Regions from separate parts of the Ctenopharyngodon idella genome. Here region 2 is linked to region 1. The links are chromatin contacts, called in public Hi-C maps. All regions are on one chromosome and are shown on one strand. The core of a region is the stretch at or near the end of the contact, and the rest is flanking DNA. Distances in the headings are between cores, read along the strand shown. Region 1 holds the start of si:ch211-117c19.1 (myogenesis-regulating glycosidase). Region 2 holds the start of rgmb (repulsive guidance molecule BMP co-receptor b).

What was found. A called contact is a pair of places that touch in the nucleus more often than the background predicts.
Region 2: a Hi-C map of muscle shows a contact between it and region 1, with 4 times the contacts expected there. The contact joins the promoter of rgmb here to the promoter of si:ch211-117c19.1 in region 1. A contact is called at or near these places in 2 of 2 Hi-C or Micro-C datasets (both in muscle).

Annotation. Positions count from the first base shown.
Region 1 is chr5:14,429,381-14,432,807 of HZGC01, reverse strand. si:ch211-117c19.1 (myogenesis-regulating glycosidase) reads right to left here and starts at 1,598. Exons shown (of 4, transcript XM_051895045.1): 1 at 1,332-1,598; 2 at 1-198. The coding sequence starts at 56. It overlaps mamdc2a (MAM domain containing 2a), which reads right to left. Exons shown (of 14, transcript XM_051895047.1): 14 at 1,745-2,290. The coding sequence ends at 2,229.
Region 2 is chr5:14,558,567-14,561,993 of HZGC01, reverse strand. rgmb (repulsive guidance molecule BMP co-receptor b) reads right to left here and starts at 1,488. Exons shown (of 3, transcript XM_051895113.1): 1 at 1,002-1,488. The coding sequence starts at 1,107.

The DNA.
Region 1 (3,427 bases), core at 349-2,848:
CGGCTCATGGCACCGATGCCAATATCTCCAACAGTTGCTGATACAATCTGGTACATCTTCACAACACTCTTATGCACACAGCCGTCTGTAAAACGTTTCTAACTCATGAGCGGAACGCAGACTGTTTTAGGTGTACTGCACATGGGCTGCACGTGGTTGAAGCAGCAGCCGGCCAGGACAACTTGAAAATTGCCATGCCTAGACATATTGAGACAATTTAAAAGGAATATTATGTAAAAAATATGAAGTACTTTTTTCATGCAAAAAATTCAGTGTTTGAAAATGATTAGTATAGTATAGGAACTTTAATGCAATTTATCATACATCTTTATGGTTCAACCAAAATTGAAGATTCTGTCATCATTAACTCATCCCTCAAGTCGTTCCAAACTTTCTTTCTTCTGTGGAACATAAAAAAAGATTCTGTCTCGTATTTTTGTCCAATGGAAGTCAATGGTAACAAAAACTTTAGTTACCAACATTATTCAAAATATCTTTGCTTGTATTCTTCGGAAGGAAAAAGTCATACAGGTTTGGAACAACATGAGGGTGAGTAAATGATGAAGGGATTTTTATTTTTGAGTGAACTATCCCTTGTAGACATGATAAACTGCATGGGAAAATCCACAATTGTGAGCCACAAAAGCAGATTAAAGCTGTTGTTGTTACACTACAGCAGCTGAACAGTCCTCTAGGCATGTATTGAACATACAGTTTCCAATACAGGGTTGTGATGTCCTGTAACAGGCACACTCTATGGATTTGATGGACATTTGCAAAAGAATAAAAGTATAATTTAAACAATTGTAATTACAATTTCAAGGATGCAACTGTGGGAATTAGCCACTAGTTGAAGAGGCTCTAGTTTAGCACTTTAGCAGATTCATCCTCATCACTATTAGCACCAATCACAGAAAGAAACACTTAACAAGTGCTCTCTGACACATCACTTGACAGATTAAACTACAGTAACACTGCTGCTAGTTAACTAGAGATTAAGTGTCTTGCAGATAATATTTCACGTTCATTACAGGTTTTGAGGTATTAATTGAAAGCACAAAGATTTATTTTATGTTATGGCACCTTAAATGCAATAAGTAATATATTTTCATCAGTTACTTACATTTTGTGTCCAGATGAGATAATTCGTAAGGAAATACTACAATACAAAACTATGAATATGTGAATATTTTACTTTCACTAAACAATTGTAGTTCCTTTGTCCTTGCCTTGACGTCTGAGAATTCACGAACATCTTCTGAAACTTACACACAACTACGAAATTAAACTTTTCATGAAAATCATAAAAGTGTTTAAAGAAATAACCTTACTCTGATAGCGACATTAGGACTGTCACTACACAATGCTCTTGCTTGAACGTTCATGAAAGCAAAAGCAAGTTTGACCGGTTTGTGTGAATCATGGGTAATGTAGTATTGTGAGATGTGTGGTGAAAGTCTTTTATTTGATGAGAACATAAAATTGTACTTGAAAGCAAACACGAAATCTCTGTGTATATAGGTCAGAAAAAATATTTAGTAGCATTGTTTGGAGTTTATAATTGTATTTTCCATAATTAAAAAAACCAAAACGTTTCAACCAGGCTTTGTATGTTCCATAACACACTTATTCCACTAGATGGCAGTGAATAATAAGAGGGAAAAACGTCACAAAACTGATCAAATAAAAAGAGGACGGTTTCTCTTGTATTTCTAGAAGCTTTGACAAAGCCCTGACAAAGACATTTTCATTTTTAAAAAGTTGTTTAATAAATGTAACATTGTGAGTGAGAATGTACTGTATACAACCCATGAGCTGAACTTTGTCATTAGTCCAAACAAGTTTTTACTCAGTGTAAAAACAAACAAGAAAACAATCACCTCAGCAAACAGAAATTGAAAATTGCTACCTAGCAGCATGCCGCTAAGCAATGTCAACACATTACAAAACTTAAAAAGTATTTTCTGATATTCTCTAAACAAAATACACAAAAATAAGACAGTCCCCAAGCTGTCTCAAAGCTCAAAAAAATATCAGGCTATATCAAGACTTATAGACACATCATACCACCTATAATAAGGAACAATGAAACGTGTGTCTTTCCATGTAGTCATGCATGGCCAGAATCTGCAGAACACTGTTGAGTCTAACAAATGTTCTTTTCTCTGTCTACCAGTCTCCCTGTCCCATGTGACACACAAACAAAAATATATCAGCCTCGGCCTCACTTAGTACTCAATTTCATTAAAATTTTCAGAGAAGCCCGAGTATGGGATGCTGTCTCCAGGATCTAGAGAAAGTGAGACAGAAAGAGAGAGTTAGGCACAGTATAAACACAATATGAGTCTTACAGGGTCCCATATTACTGCTGCCTCAGTAAACAGAATCAGATAACTACAGTAACAGTATGTGATCCCTCCATAGACAAACTCCAATGAGAACTGCACTAAAGAAACCACCTGCTCCCCCTACCTGCTGTTACTGCAATGCAGTCAACTGACCTCACACAACCTACTGCAATACATCAAATAAAAGAAATCAGAGGATGAGGCGATGCATGAATCACTGACACTTCCTGTTCAACCTTAAGGTTATGCATCTGAATTCACATACGTCAGCACATAAGAATACATTTACAGTGCTCAGCATAAATGAGTACACCCCCTTTGAAAAGTAACATTTTAAACAATATCTCAATGAACACAAATACAATTTCCAAAATGTTGACAAGACTAAGTTTTATATAACATCTGTTTAACTTACAACATGAAAGTAAGGTTAATATTATAACTTAGAGAACTAAATTTTCAGTTTTACTCAAATTAGGCTGATGCAATAATGAGTACACCCCACTGAAAGTCTCTGGAGCAAAGCTAAATTTTAGACTACAACTGTCTAATTTAACAATTCAACCACAGGCAAGTCTAATTATTCATTCGACAGGTGTCCAGCAGACAGTTCACTATAAAAGGGTGTTAAAACCCCTTCCCATTTCATGCTGTCAGCAATGGCACCACATGGAAGAGAAATGTCACAAGACCTGAGAAAGAAAATAATTTCTTTACACCAGAAAGGTGAAGGCTACAAGAAGAACAGCAAAGCTTTACTTATCAGTCAGAATACTGTAGCAAAAGTGGTAAAAAAAAGAAAAAAAAAGAAAAAAATCTGCAACCATCTCACAGAGATGTCCAGGTCATCCACGGAAGTTAACACCTCGACAGGAGTGTCTTCTGATGAGAAGGGTTGAAGAAAATCGGCATGCAAGTTCACTGCAGTTATCTAAAGAAGTAGAAAGCCAAACTGGGGTGACTATTTCCCGTGACACAATACGGCGTACACTGCAGAGGAATGGCATGCATGGCTGCCGTCCACGAAAGAAGCTTTTCCTAAAGCCAAGGCACAAAAAAGCCCGCCTAGAGTTTGCCAA
Region 2 (3,427 bases), core at 239-2,738, 130 kb before region 1:
AGTGCATAATGCCTGTCTGCCCGGGGTCCATGTTAAATTAATTATGAAGGTGTGACTGCTCAATGGACACCCAGCAGCATTCCATATCCTCTTAATTCGCAATGGCATTAACACAGTCTACGGCCAGGACACCCAAAGTGGAGCACTTGACAAGGTGCCAAGTGAAAACAGGGCACCAAATGTGTAGTATTCACAGTCTCCTGCTCAGAAGCCAACCCATTTTCAACGAAATCATTTAAGACTTGTCCAAAGTGGTAAAAGGCACCAAACTAACTGAATTTAGGCTTTTAAGCAAGTAAGTAAATAAATAAATAAATAATTTCTGATTAGGCTAACTGAGCAGTAAATGGATTATTTTTTAAAACATGTATCAATGCCGCAACAACAACAAAAAAATAAATAAAATAAAATAAAATAATAAAAATAAATAAATAATTAAAATACAGATCAAAATCTAGATATATGCGCACAAATATTAACACAATGACTTCCCTATCTTATTGAACCTGACAGCATGCTGCCTGCTATCACAATAACAAAAGCAAACAACAAATAAAACCGAATAAAACAATCACTCATGAATATAATATGAAATTAATTAATATTACGATCACTCATAAATATTTAATATCCTTTAAAAAGCAACCAATCCAGTGAAGCGCACGAGGGACGCGTAGATCAATGCACTACATTTATTGGGAATAAAGATACAATAAGTGTGCAAGAAGAAGACACGGATGAAGGACACTGCCTCAGACTGGAAAACTGTCACATAAACAACTATAATTCACTTTTTCCGTAAGGACATAGCCTAACAAAATATTAACCAGCAGTGTCATAATATAGCACGTAAATCCTATTTAATATTTATACCTACGAGCGACAATTAAACAGCCCTAAAATACAAAAGCTACTTTTAAAGGTATTTTAATGTATATTCTAACTTGTTTACGTCCAGCGAATTATGCATAAAGTCGTAAAAGTGGTAAGACCATGTTTACCTATGTGAGTGAGAGAGGAGAGGGTGCACAGCACTAGTAGATGTAGTACCGGAGAGATGAGGCGCTCAGCCCCGGGGTAGTAAGATCCTGCTCTCCCCATACCCATCCATCCATCCAGAGAGACTCAAGAGTACTCCACGGGTCAAGAGATCGGGCCTCGCTTCTCCCAACTTCACGTAACGTAGGGATGAGTAACTCTGTTAAGACACGGCTACTTTTTTAGGTAACACACACACACCGTCCATAAGAGAAACAAAGTAGCGATTTTGGCAAGTCCGATCCAAAACACTTCTTCCTGGAGCACGGGAGGGGAAAAAACTATTTAATTTGTATTCGTTTATCTAATCGGCGAAGATAATCAGTCTGAAAGAAATCTGTAAACGTGCTAAAATTAATCTGCGCCCCGCGATCGCCCGATTCATGTTGCCTACACATCAGATTTCTCCGCCACAAGGAAATCTAGCCCCGTCTTTCCCCAATGATCGATAGCGAATCAACCTAACCCAGAGTTTAGCGGAAACCCCGCCCACTCCGACACACAAACTCCGCCCCCTAAACCATACACCCCAGCCGCAGATTGACAGCAAAGCTCTCACTTTCAGCAAGGAGAAAATAGACGCAGTTAAAAATAAAAACGAACTAGTTGACTATCAGGGCAAGATATTAGCATAATAACACCACAGTACAGTGATAATTTATTAAATAGATTTAGGTAAACAAACAGTTGGGGAAAAAATTATCTTTCATGGCTTCAATAAAATAAAATAAATAAATAAATAAAATGCTGCAAATGATTATTATTATTTTTTAATTCTAGTTTTTGATACCTATTATAAAATTAGAAACCTTTTCAACTTGCCTTCATTAAACTTAAAGAATGCACAGTTCTTTTCAATAAACCATTCGATTCAAGAGTGTTAAAGGGTTAGTTCACCCAAAAATGAAAATTCTGTAATTAATTACTCACCCTCATGTTGTTCCAAAACCATAAGACCTTTGTTCATCTTCAGAACACAAATTAAGATATTTTTGATGAAGTCCATGCGCTCTCTGACTCCTCCATAGACAGCAATTTAATTACCACTTTCAAGGCCCAGAAAGGTAGTAAAGACATTGTTAAAATAGTCCATGTGACTACAGTGGTTCAACTTTATTTTATAAAGCAACAAAATGTGTCATTCTCCTACGCTGTTTATGTTCAGCTCTTCCAGGTTCTACGTCAGAACGGCAACTCATTATTGGCCGGCTCCTGCGTCAGCATCACGTGCATGCGTCGTGCTGCTCACATGAACAGCATCGGCCAATACTGAGCCGACATTCTGACGTAGAACCTGTAAAGGCTGAATGTAAATAGCGTAGGAGAATGACAGAGAAGAGAAGAAACTGTTGAATAAAATCGTTATTTTTGATTTGTTTTTGCACACAAAAAGTATTCTCATCATAAAATTAAGTTTGAACTATTGTAGTCATGTGGACTATTTTAACGATGTCTTTAATACCTTTCTGGACCTTGAAAGTGGCCGTTAAATTGCTGTCTACTAAGGAGATTTAGAGACATCTCGGTCTCAGATTTTATCAAAAATATTTAAATTTGTGTTCCAAAGATGAATGAAGGCCTAACGGGTTTGGAACATGCACATACAGTATACTAAAAGGGTTAGTTCAGCCCAAAATGAAAATTCTGTTATTAATTACTCACCCTCATGTTGTCCCATAAGACCTTCGTTCATCTTCGGAAGAGAAATGAAGTTCTTTTTGATGACAGAATGCTGTCAGATTTCCTTCCATTGACTGCCTTTGTAACTACCACTTTGACGCTTCAAAAACTTCATAAAGAGATTTTAATTTTACTCGCATGTAAACATTGATCAGCAAACATGAGCAGAAGCTCAGCCTAATTTGAATAACGCACAAGAACAAACCTCTTCTGGAAGGTCAAACGTGCTGCGTAACACACAAAAATGAACCTCAGTTTTTACGCAGCAAGTTTAAGCTTCCAGAAGAGGATTGTTCTTGTGCGTCATTCAGGTTCGGTTGAGCTTCTGCTCATGTTCGCTGATCAATGTTTACATGCGAGTAAAAGACTAAATTAAATCTGTTCATCATAACAAGCAATCGATTCTCTTCAGAAAATTTGGACTAAACCACTCGATTCATATGGATTAGTTTTCCTATCTCTTTATGAAGTTTTTGAAGCATCAAATTGGTAGTTACAAAGGCAGTCAATGGAAGGAAATCTGACAGCATTCTGTCATCAAAAAGATCTTAATTTGTCTTCCGAAGATGAACGAAAGTCTTACGGGACAACATGAGGGTGAGTAATTAATGACAGAATTTTCATTTTGGGGTGAACTAACCCTTTGAAGATACAGATGTAAAAAATAAAATGCACAGCAAAACTAAAACTAAAGTGAAAAATAAACAGA